Linked DNA regions of Rattus norvegicus: region 2 is linked to region 1. The links are chromatin contacts, called in public Hi-C maps. All regions are on one chromosome and are shown on one strand. Each heading gives the region's core, a stretch centred on a gene start, on an enhancer-like site or on the middle of the called end of the contact. The rest is flanking DNA. Distances are from core to core; before and after follow the strand shown. Region 1 has its middle 18 kb from the start of Eno1. Region 2 overlaps Rere (arginine-glutamic acid dipeptide repeats).

Region 1 (5,793 bases), core at 1,739-4,238:
CTTCTGGTATGTCTGAAGACAGCTACAGTGAACACATGTGCATAAAATAAATAAATCTTTTTAAAAAAAAAAAAAGAAAAAAGAAAAGAAAAGGGCTGGAGAGATGGCTCAGCGGTTAAGAGCACTGACTGCCCTTCCAGAGGTCCTGAGTTCAAATCCCAGCAACCACATGGTGGCTCACAACCATCTGTAATGAGATCTGATGCCCTCTTCTGGTGTGTCTGAAGACAGCGACTTATATATAATAAGTAAATAAATTTTTAAAACTGTCGTGTTTAGAACCCAGGCCCTTGGTGCAGAGTACCCTCAGTCAAGGAGAGTTTGCCTAGCATGGGTGCTTAATTAATTGCTGGGAGCAGATAAATGGTGGGGTGCTGCAGGCAGACATTTTCTCTTTTGAATCAAAGCAGCTTCAGTGAGGTGGAAAACACAGTAGGGCAGGCCACAGTCCTTCGCTCCTTCTGTGCTATTTCCAGCCGTCCTGCTGGGCTCCTCGTCCTTCCAGGAAGGAGAAAATTAGACACAAGTGTAACAGAAATGTCCATCTGCCAACTCAAAGGAGTCTGGAGCCACAGACAGGAAAAGAAAAACCTCCTAAATTTTGTACTTGAGCCCTTTTATTTCTGTCAGCTCAGGGGTGTTTTTTTTACAGTGTCTGTTCGAAAATGGGGAGGAGGAAGAAGAGGGAGCCCACCTTGGGCTGGCCCTCCCCTTGCCTGGTGTCCAGTAGCCTGACCTCCATGGGCATGATGGCCTCTCTGACTGCCTCTGCATTCTCTGGTGTAGCTTCAGACTGCAGGTGTGAGACCTCCTCCTCCGAGTGTGTTTGGGTCTGACGGAGGCCCTCCAGATGAGTGCCTTGGCAGGGAGCCCACTGGTCTCGTTACTCGTGGCTGCTTCTGTCCTGCCCAGCTCCTGAGAGCCAGGCCAGTTCTAGGAGAGAAAGGGCTGCCCAACCCTGGTTTTCTTGTTTCCAGGAGCATGTGATGTGCTCCTGGCGCATGGCTGGCATCCCCAAACACAGCTGTACTGGAGGGAAGATGCAGGGTTGGCTTAGCACCTGCACTGTTTGGCTTCTTCAGGGGCTGGCAGAGGTTGGTGGCAGAGCAGCTGGATCCACAGATCCCTCCGCCCACGACTGCCTTGCCTTCCCTCCCTCTCTTGAAAGGGAGAGAGCAAAAATGGCTGTCAGGGAACCAGGGAACGGTAGCTGGGAACTGCTTCCCCACGGACTGAGGTACCAAAGTGAGCCCAGGAAGAAGTGTCACCTTGTGTCCTACGGTGTTGGGCCTTGTGTCACATCTGTGCAAACGCTGAAGAGGCTAGGTGTTGACAGGAGCATGCTGTCCAGGAATTTTCCTCTATCCAAAGACGGCGCCATTCATCTCCCTGAGCTTTGTTCCAAGCTTTGGGTTGACTTCACCCCAGCTCTGAGCTACAGCGAGCCAAGGATAGAGAGACTCTGTTCAATCCCAGGAAGGGCGACCTGGTGCCAACTGCTGGGGCTACAGAGCAGGGCTGGGAAGTGCTCCAGGGCCGGCTAGCCAACAAGCCTGGATCACGGGAACCCTGTGTTCAGGATGGCTCCACCACTCCCCCTGGTGGCCAAATGGAGCCCAGATTGGAGAAACCTGACCTGACCACTCCTGTCAGCCCGGAAGGAGATCCCAAACTGCGTCAGCTCTGGAGGATTTAGGATCCCTCTGATTGGCTTTCCAGCCCTCAAGATTTTGAGAGAGAGTCATGGTTCTGTATTTGTAAGTGACTGAGGCTTTGAACTCCAGGAAGACCACGTGACTGCCCCAGGGATTCCTTCTCTTCTTCCAATACATTTATGTCTATACATACATACATGCATACATACATACACACACAGAAACACATGTACACACATATATGTATACATACAAACACACATACATATACACGTGCACATACAAACACATGCTCACACACATACATATATATACACACATGTACACATATACATGCAAACACACATACATACACATGCACACACATGCATGCATACATACACATGTGCACACACATACGTGTATATATACACACATACAAGCACATGCATGCGCACACATATATGTACACATTCAAACACACGTACACACACATGCATATAACATATATGGACCTTCAAGACCTTGGATTAGGCAGTAGTGTCCTATATTTGGTGTTAAAATCACTGTAGAGGGGTTGGGGATTTAGCTCAGTGGTAGAGCGCTTGCCTAGCAAGCGCAAGGCCCTGGGTTCGGTCCCCAGCTCCGAAAAAAAGAAAAAAAAATCACTGTAGAAAAAATTTGCTAGACTTCATCAAAATTAACCAGTCTGCGTGTCAAAAGCCTATCAAAAAGCAAAAGGAAGACTTACAGAGAGGGGGGAGACATCTTCAGGTTAGACATCTGGAGGTGTCCGGGTCTATAAAGAACTGATACAACTCGTATATAAATACCAGGCAAATGAGTTCACCACTCATACAGCAGCCCCTGCCACAGTCTCAGCACTTGGGACAAGGAGGCAGGAAAACTATGAGTTCGAGGTCAGCCTGGCTTTCGTAGCTAGACCCTGTCTTAAACAAATAAAAACAGGAAACTGGAGAGATGGCTCCGAGGTTCAGGGCGCTGGCTGCTCTTGCTGAGGACCTGGTTTTTAGCACCCATACGGTGGTGCAAGCCCATCTTCACTCCAGTTCCAGGGGCTCCGATGCCCTCTTCTGACCTCTGCGGGCACAGGGGCAGGGGCGGGAAGATGAGGGAGCACATCTTCCACTCCGCTTAACTCAAGCCTGTGGTGTGAGAATGAGGCAGCGTCCTTCCGCTACTTAGTGAGTCCAAGGCTAGCCTGGGCTACATGTGATAATACCTCACAGGGCCAACCAAAGAAACATACAAACAAGACTTAAAGAGATTCCCTCTCTGTTTCTGCCTGGAGACTTTGGACTCCCTCTGACAAATGTGGCCTTCGGTTTGTTTATTTGCTCACCGGGTCACCTGCTGGGCCCCAGGTGCCCCTCTGATCCAGGAACCGCTGCACTGAGCACAGCCCCAGAGCTTTGTACAAAGGAAGAATAAACGAGAGACAGATGCGTGGCATTCCAGGTGAGGCTAGGTGTCTGTCTCTCCTGGCAGAGAAGCTCTGCGGAGGCCGAGTGCCTGTGTGCATTTCGGCAGGTGGTAGGATGTCCACTTATGTGGAAAGTGTTTCTCAGAGCAGCAAGGGCCAGCATCCTCGGTTTAGGAACACTGGCAGGAATAACTGGCAGTCACACTCACACTCCACAAGTCAACACCTCCAGGTAATTGCAGCCACTGCCGGAACACAGCAGAACACATGGAGCCAGAATATACATGGTTAACAGTTTGGATGCGCGCACTAAAACCTGCTACACCATACACCTGGTGATGAAAATATAGCAACTTTTATCTGTTTTGCCACCGTAAGGGTAAAGCGTTAAGACCTTGTTTTTCAAGTAATGGCTTTGCAGCAGGGTCAGAGCCTGGAGAAGGGATGAGGCTCTAGCAAGACTACCGTCCCTGAGGCCTGAGCATGCTCTTCCTAAGGAGAGCTGTCTGGTGGCCAGATGAGGGAGCCCCAGAAGGTGACTGTCATCAGTCAGCGGCAGTCTCACAAGTGGTGGCTGTGCATGGTGACATTAGAGGGTTTTTAATTGCTCCTGAATTAATGTGCTTGCTTCTCACCCCTGGGGCGCCTGGGTTTAATTACTGTCTTAGGTCACATATGCAAATGAGTCTGCTATCATTCCTGGCCCCCATGGACAAGCAGCTCTGATTACCAAACCTTTCCATTCTGCAGCCTGAATGCCAGGTTGGCCTCCCGGAGGGCCAGTAGGGAGAATCTCAGAAAGGTGGTGCTTGCTCCACAGTCAGGGCCTACAAGAACAGGAGAGCCCAAGGGTGTGCCAGGGGCTGCTCTCAAACTTGGGCGCCAGGCATCAGTTGTCAGTAGAGGAAGAGACCAGACCCAGGAGCACCAAGCACTGGAACCCATGAGCACTTGGCAGTACCGGACTTCCAGGCTCAAAAGCCTTACAGAGGCCTAGAGAGAGGGCGGCAGAGAGGGCTCTGCAGGTAGGTCAAAGGGCATGCCGCCAAGCCTGACAACCTGAGTCTGAGCCTGGGGATCCACAATGTGGAAGGAGAGAGCCAATTCCAACACATTATCTTGTGCCTCGGCACATGAGCAATTAAATAACCAAATGATTAAATATTACTACAATTAAATAATTAACTGTAATTTTTTTAAAGGCTAGGGTTTGAAGGTTTAGCCAGCAAACCCAAGGCCTTGGCTTCAGTTTCAAGTTCCTGAGGGAGGAAAAAAAGAAAAGGCAGAATCTCTCACACACACACACACACACACACACACACACACACCACTCACACACACACTCAGAGTCTGAGCAGGTACATCAGCAAGGCAAGCAGGAAGAGGGGACAAAGCTGCCAGAGTAGGTGACTGTTGGCCTCTGGGGTATGTAGGACCAGTGTTTCTCATTTCCCAAACCGAAAAGACCTATGCAATTAATAACAATAGTAGTGATAATAAATTATTATTAGTACTTTAGTATATTACATTATATTATATAATATTATTTTACATATTATTTATTATCACTTTACAAAGCAACACGAAGGAGCTGAAGAGACTGCTCAGCAGTTAAAAGCACTATTTTCCCAGAGGACCTGAGTTCAGTTCCAGCATCTACACCGGGTGGCCCACAACCCCCTGTAACTCCAGCTCCAGAGGCCCGCTTCTGGCCCCAGGGCCGCGGTACACACACCGAGGAAGGTCAAAGAGAAAAGCAAAGCAAGGTCGGGGCATGGGTCAGGTTGGGGCCTGGGAGGGTTCTTCTGAGGATGCTGGGAATGGTCCATCACCTCTGTGCTGCTGCTTGCTCGCCTTTTGGTTTATTTACATTTTTTTTTGGTTCTTTTTTTTTTTTTTTTTTTTTTTTTTTTCCGGAGCTGGGGACCGAACCCAGGGCCTTGCGCTTCCTAGGCAAGCGCTCTACCACTGAGCTAAATCCCCAACCCCGGTTTATTTACATTTTTATTTTTGTTTTACGGATGTGTATTTTGCCTGCCTATATATCCACACACCAAGGGGACTAGAAGAGGGCGTCGGATTTCTTGGAACTAGAGTTCCAGATGGTTGGGATTAGCTGTTTGGTTCCTAGGAATCAAGCCTGGGTCCGCTGTGAGCACAATAAGTGCTCTTAATCGCTGAGCCATCCATCCTGCCCTGTGTGTTTGTTGAAATATGACAAATTGCAGTTCAGATGAAGACTTGCTACTGAACGCAAATCATACCTTCCTACTGCTGATTCACACAGTAGGGCAGAGCTTCCAACTCCGGCCGGCAGGAGGCGCTCCTGAGGAACGGCAGTGAGGCTGGGGCCAGAAGGACCGCTCAGCAGGGAAGAGCACTTGCTGGGCCAGACAGTGGTGGCGCCTTTAATCCCAGCGACTGGGAGGCAGCAGCAGGAAGATCTCTGTGACTCCAAAGCCAGCTTAGTCTACAGAGCGAGTTCCAGGACAGGCAGGGCCACACAGAGAAATCCTGTCTCCAAAAACTAAATACAATAAATAAGATAAAATAAAACAGTATTTGCTGCTTTCCCCAAGTACTCAGGTTTGGCTCTCAGCACCCATGTCAGGCAGAACACAACCATGCCTTCTTCTGGCTTCTGAGGGCACCAAGCAAGCAACATGCACACATACATATATGCACATACTCAGTATACATAAAAACTACACTTGC
Region 2 (5,556 bases), core at 2,360-4,859, 190 kb before region 1:
AAAATTTTACGGAAATTAAATTTACAAAAGGAGCAAGAGAAAGCAGGCGTTACAGAGCAGCACATTATATACTCTGCCACTGGGAGGCTGAGGACTGTAAAGGACAGGTCAGTGCAGGGCGCAGGGAGGTCCTTTCCAAAACCGCCTAAGGTCAGGAGCTCAAGTGGAGTGCGTGCACGCATGGAGTCTAAGACAAACTAACAAGCAATTCCAAACCAAAGGCACTGTCAAATAGATGCCTCAAACAGGAAAGCGCCTACAGGAAATGAAGCAAAAAAAAAGCAAGGAAAAAAAAAATCACCTAGAAATAAAAAAACAAAACAAAAAACAAAAAAAAAAAAAAAACACACAGAAAGAACCAAATAAACAGAAGATTAAAAGGTTGAAGAAGGAAGGAAATTGCACTGACCTCTGTTAAATTGCCCATCTGAATGCTTTGGCACAGGGTCAAACACACAAACACATACAAATAATAATAATAATATTAACAACTTTTGGTTTTTTTTTTAAAAAAAAGGACACAAAGCAGTCAGATCTGATGGCGTGACCCCATAGCCCTACCATTCGGGATTATAAACTCAGTCAGACACCATCTTTACATCCCCCACAACCCCACAAAGTGCTACAGAGAATGGTGAAGACGCCTGCATTACTATGGTCCCTGTACAGTCAAGTCAGGAAGATCAGAAGTTCACGATCATTCTCAAATGCTCTCTGCTCACATTACCTGACCCGAGGGGAAACACACTCGTCTACATGATGGCCACACAAACTGTAAGAGAAGGAAGTCATCACTGTATTTTGACAGCAGAGCTCTGCACCAATAAAGGCACAGCTTGCAGAGTCAGGCGTGCACCCCAACAACTGGTTGAACCTTTTATTCTATAGCTCTAAGAATTGTGAGTAATAGTACCAACATTAGTAATTATTACTCTGTACTATTCTGTGGGAGACACGATAAAGACAATAATTAATTATAACATGTTCTAATTCTGGCGTCTGTGTTCTGGGAACCGAGAGCACAGTGGACTCCAGCTGATGTCAGATACAGGCTCTGCTTGCGACCTTGGACTGCAGCCAGGTGTATCGTCAGGACTACAGTGTGCCTGACCAGTTTCCCTTGAAGTTAGATACATTCTCACACCATTCAGTATAAATCAAATGGCCTAGAAATAAAAACCCAACCCAGCAGCAATGAAGCACAAACTGGATTGTTTTTGAAATATCATTTCCCAGTAAAAAGAAACTAGACAATGTCGTGGAGAGGTAGTTTTTGGTTCTATAGCAGGCATATTTGAGGATGGAATACCCTCACATACAGTCAAGTAAAACTATCAAACTCCAAGGTCAAATAAAAAAAGACTCCAGAGCCAATCCCAAGAAGCACCCCACTAACCATGATGGGGCAATGTGGCTTCCCTAAGGATTAATGATTACAAGCATGAACAGAAACCCATCAATGGCACGTCCTTGATGCCTCTATGGCAGCTCAGCATTGGAACAGATAATAAAGGGGAGGGGCGGTCTTCACAGGGTCTGGCCTGACTGCCACAGACAAGGAGGAATAAAAGGGACTCTTCCAATCTGTAACTTCGAAGGATTGGCTGGATAGAAATACAATAAAATCGGATACTACGTGGCTCCTGACAAACACACAGTGCAGTGATGAGGTGGGGTGAGGGAGAACAGCCACACAAGCTCACAGCTCTGAATGCTTGGCAGCTACTACTAGGAAATATGGCCTTGTTGAAGGAGGAGTGTCACTCACTACGAGTGGGCTTTGGGGTTTCAGAAGCCCAAGCCAGGCCGAGGTTCCCTCTCCCTGCTGCCTATGAACACAGATGCAGACTCCCAGCACCATGTCAGCCCTGAGTGTTCACATGCTGCCCACCATGACCATGACCGACCAAAACTCTGAAACTGGAAGTCAGCCACTTAAATGGCTTTGACATGGTCATGGTGCCTTCATAGCACTAGAACACTAAGTGTAATAACTAAGTGTAATTCTGCTTAGATAGATGAGAGCTAAAACTATCCAACACACAGGAAATGCAGAGGATGGAGGCACCAGGCAAACAGTAAAGCTCAGATGGCCAAACCCCTTGGTTAAGGACAAGGAAAGGGAGGGAAGACTGGATGGGTTATTATGTAACAGATTTGGAAAACTTATCATAGACCGAAAAAACCTGTTACCTAGAAAGCCACACTCAAAAATAAGATATAAAAAATGTCTTCTCTACCTCAGGGTGTTGGTTAATCCTGGAGGGAAGAAAGGGCTGTTACGATAAGGGAACAGGCAGCCAGTAGAGGTCTGGGAGACAGTTGGACATCATAGTGATTCATGAACAACATAAATGCTCTACCTGTGTGTCTGCGTCTCTGTGAGTACAGAGAGATTTGGAAAATATAAAAAGACAAAGAGAAGCAAGCACTGACCCTACACTCCATCTGAACCCTGCTTCTGAGAAGCATCGGCTGCAGCTCTGCTAACCAGAAAGCGGGAGAGAGGGCAGATGTCTATGTGAACAGCAGTGCCGGCAGGGCAGAGGCAAGCATCACTCCTCAGGCAGATTCAGCTGGGCACCAGCCGCACGGACCCTGTGTGCCGCAGATAAAGACCTCAGTGCTGACTGACGTCAATACTCTACCGCTGTGCGGTCAGCGCCAAACTGCCCTTGCCTCACTGCTGCCTTGTTTTTAACTGTGAGACATTATTTCACAATGTAACCTAGGTTGGCATTGAACTCTTGGTCCTCCTACTCCATCTCCAGATGGCTGAAGTTTCAAGCATGAGCCACTATACCCAGTACCACCTCATTCTCATGAGCTTGTCTTTAAAATTACCCCTACCGACTTCCACCCTATATATATTTCATGCCAGATTAAAGAGGTTCATGTTAGTTTCAAATCTTTTTAAAGTCATCTTTCCACATATTACCTGCATGAAAACAATTAATGTTAACTCAAGAGAATGAACTATAATGCAGCTCAGAATTTTAGTTCTAAGTCATTAAAATAAACAGACATATAAAAATCTGTTGAAAATGTTGATTTCTGGGCTGGAGAGATGGCTCAGCGGTTAAGAGCGATGACTGCTCTTCCAGAGGTCCCGAGTTCAATTTCCAGCAACCACGTGGTGGCTCACAACCGTCTGTAATGGGATCTGATGCCCTCTTCTGGTGTGTGTGAAGACAGGGAGAGTGGACTCATATAAAATAGGTATAAAATAAATAAATAATTCTAAAAAAGAAAATGTTTATTTCTATCAACCAAACCCCATGGTCTTTACATAACTCTAGTCTGCTCTCAGCATTTTCTGAATGTTTTCTCGTAAGATAAATCTCTAATCCCGGAACGGTTTTACCTCCCAGGTAAAGGAGAAGGGCTGTGTTTAGGGATCTGGTTCTGTGCTGAATGCTGCAATCCCAGCACACAGTGCTAGCACCCTACATGGCTATCTACCACTTCCCCCAGGAACAGAGCTCCTACAGCACCCTACACGGCTATCTACCACTTCCCCCAGGAACAGAGCTCCTACAGCACCCTACACAGCTATCTACCACTTCCCCCAGTAACAGAGCTCCTGCAGTACTGGGGAAGAGCCAAGATCAACATTCAAGCAGCCCAGTGGCAGCCAAGCTACCAAAGGCCCAGGCCTATGTCTCCCCGCCTTTCACTGCTTGTCTACGGGCAGCCAGTGACTATAAGTCCACTGCAGAGCCATGTTTTTCCAGAGTACAATTAAAATACTGTAGGAGTACCAACTGGCTTTAACAAGCCTCTAATCAGTTACTCTCTGTCTCTGTACTTAATCTCCCAGTGGACTGGTGACGTGAAGTCTGCGTCACATTCGAGTCCTAGTCCTTAAGGATGGGTGTGCTGCATCTACAGCTCAGCGGCCATTTGCGAACACAGTGAGCCCTCCTCACTGAAGACAGAGTCAAGAGCAGGAGCCTCCCTCTGCCTGGAGGCTCACCTCATCTTACAGAACAACAGACGGCCCTACAAACCACATGCTGCCTACGCTACTTGTCATAAAATACAGCGTCACAGAGCATTCTCTCGAGAGCAACCCTGAGAAGTAAGTGAGGTGAGTGGCGTCTCCATCTGACAGCTATGAAAACCAATGCCCGACAGGTTAAACAGCTTGTCTCAGTAGCACAGTCAACCAGTGTAGAATTAGAGAAACGAAGCCAGCTGGGTCCCCCTTCCACGAACAATCAAGTTCTCAGTGAACTGAAATGACCTCATCACAATCATATATAAAACACAACGGAAACTAGAGATGGGAGCTCACAATGACATACGTCTATACACCACTGCATAGAAAGATCAACAAAACGCCACAGTCAGCAAGGGAAGGCACATTACACTGAATGGCTACACTGAGAGTTTGCCACATTTTATAAGGCCAGCAAGCAATTAATAAAAAAAAAAACAAAAAACAAAAAAAAAGGAAAAAGGAAAGACAGGAACTGCAGATGATTTCTTACTTTTTATTTGTTTTCTAGATGGGGCCTCAGATTACCCACACAGGCCTCAAATTCCTGGGCTCTGATCTTCTTGCCAAGTCTCTCAAGTAGCTGGGAGTACAGTGGCAACCGGGCACACCAGGTTGAAGGCTTGTAACAATGTAGCCAACAACGCAGTAACTGAATCCAAACTGAACAACACTTAGAGAACAATCCCCAAACTCTGAGATACATCTGTCCAGTAGGAGTACTTCTCAAACACTGAGAAACTGTGTCATGCTTAATTATAATCTGTTGTGTTTCAATATAGAGATTTCTATAATAATAATAATAATAATAATAATAATAATAATAATAATAATAAAAGTCTCAAGAACCACCACTGTTAGATTTCTGAACATTCTTTAGAAGTAATTATGTAATGGCGTGGAGCCATCCTCACTTCCCAGGAAACAAAGACATATTATCAAACAGCCGTCTTGTTTAAAACCAAAAAACAACAAACAGAAAAGTCGGGCTGGAGAGATGGCTCAGTGGTTAAGAGCACTGTCTGCTCTTCCAGAGGTCCTGAGTTCAATTCCCAGCAACCACATGGTGGCTCATAACCATCTGTAAAGAGATCTGATGCCCTTGTCTGTACCTCGTGTGTATCTGAAGACAATTACAGTGGACTTATATATAATAAAATGAATAAATCTTTAAAAAAGAAAAAAAGAAAAGAAAAGAAAAGTCATCTACAATGGTGGACTACTTTAAGCAAATCTCCTTCACCTAAATGGGTGCAGGCACTGCGCCTGACAAAAGAGACTGCGGTATTTCTCAAGTCAGTACTAGATTAAACAGAAAAGCCCTCCTTTCATTAAATAAATGTTTCAGGTACATAAATACCTGGCTAGGACATTAAAAAACAAGCAGGAAATCACCTTTATTAATATATTATAATTTGCATATTAAACCTCATATTTCTATTGATTTAAGCTAATTAACAAGAAAAAAGCTTACAGCACACACTAAACTCCTCCAAGAAATGAAAGCTATTGTTTAAAAAACTCTGCCAGGGTCAGACAATAGTTTCCTGCAAGGA

What was found. Hi-C and Micro-C count contacts between places; a contact is called where the count stands out from the background.
Region 2: a contact with region 1 is called in a Hi-C map of liver, with 3 times the contacts expected there. The contact joins two enhancer-like sites. A contact is called at or near these places in 7 of 12 Hi-C or Micro-C datasets (the A7r5 cell line, the Rat2 cell line, Schwann cells and 4 more) and 1 of 1 datasets of contacts at active chromatin or transcription factors (oligodendrocytes).

The regions. Positions count from the first base shown.
Region 1 is chr5:166,018,271-166,024,063 of GRCr8, reverse strand. No RefSeq gene overlaps it. Among named protein-coding and RNA genes, the nearest start is that of Eno1, 18 kb to the right of the region's middle. Within about 2 kb of position 2,988, at least 26 of the 93 cell types and tissues checked have an H3K27ac peak or open chromatin away from gene starts, as enhancers often do. A contact at or near this core is called in liver, where this site is marked.
Region 2 is chr5:166,212,289-166,217,844 of GRCr8, reverse strand. The region is part of intron 4 of Rere (arginine-glutamic acid dipeptide repeats); the gene reads right to left. Among named protein-coding and RNA genes, the nearest start is that of Mir6332, 95 kb to the right of the region's middle. Within about 2 kb of position 3,609, at least 34 of the 93 cell types and tissues checked have an H3K27ac peak or open chromatin away from gene starts, as enhancers often do. A contact at or near this core is called in liver, where this site is marked.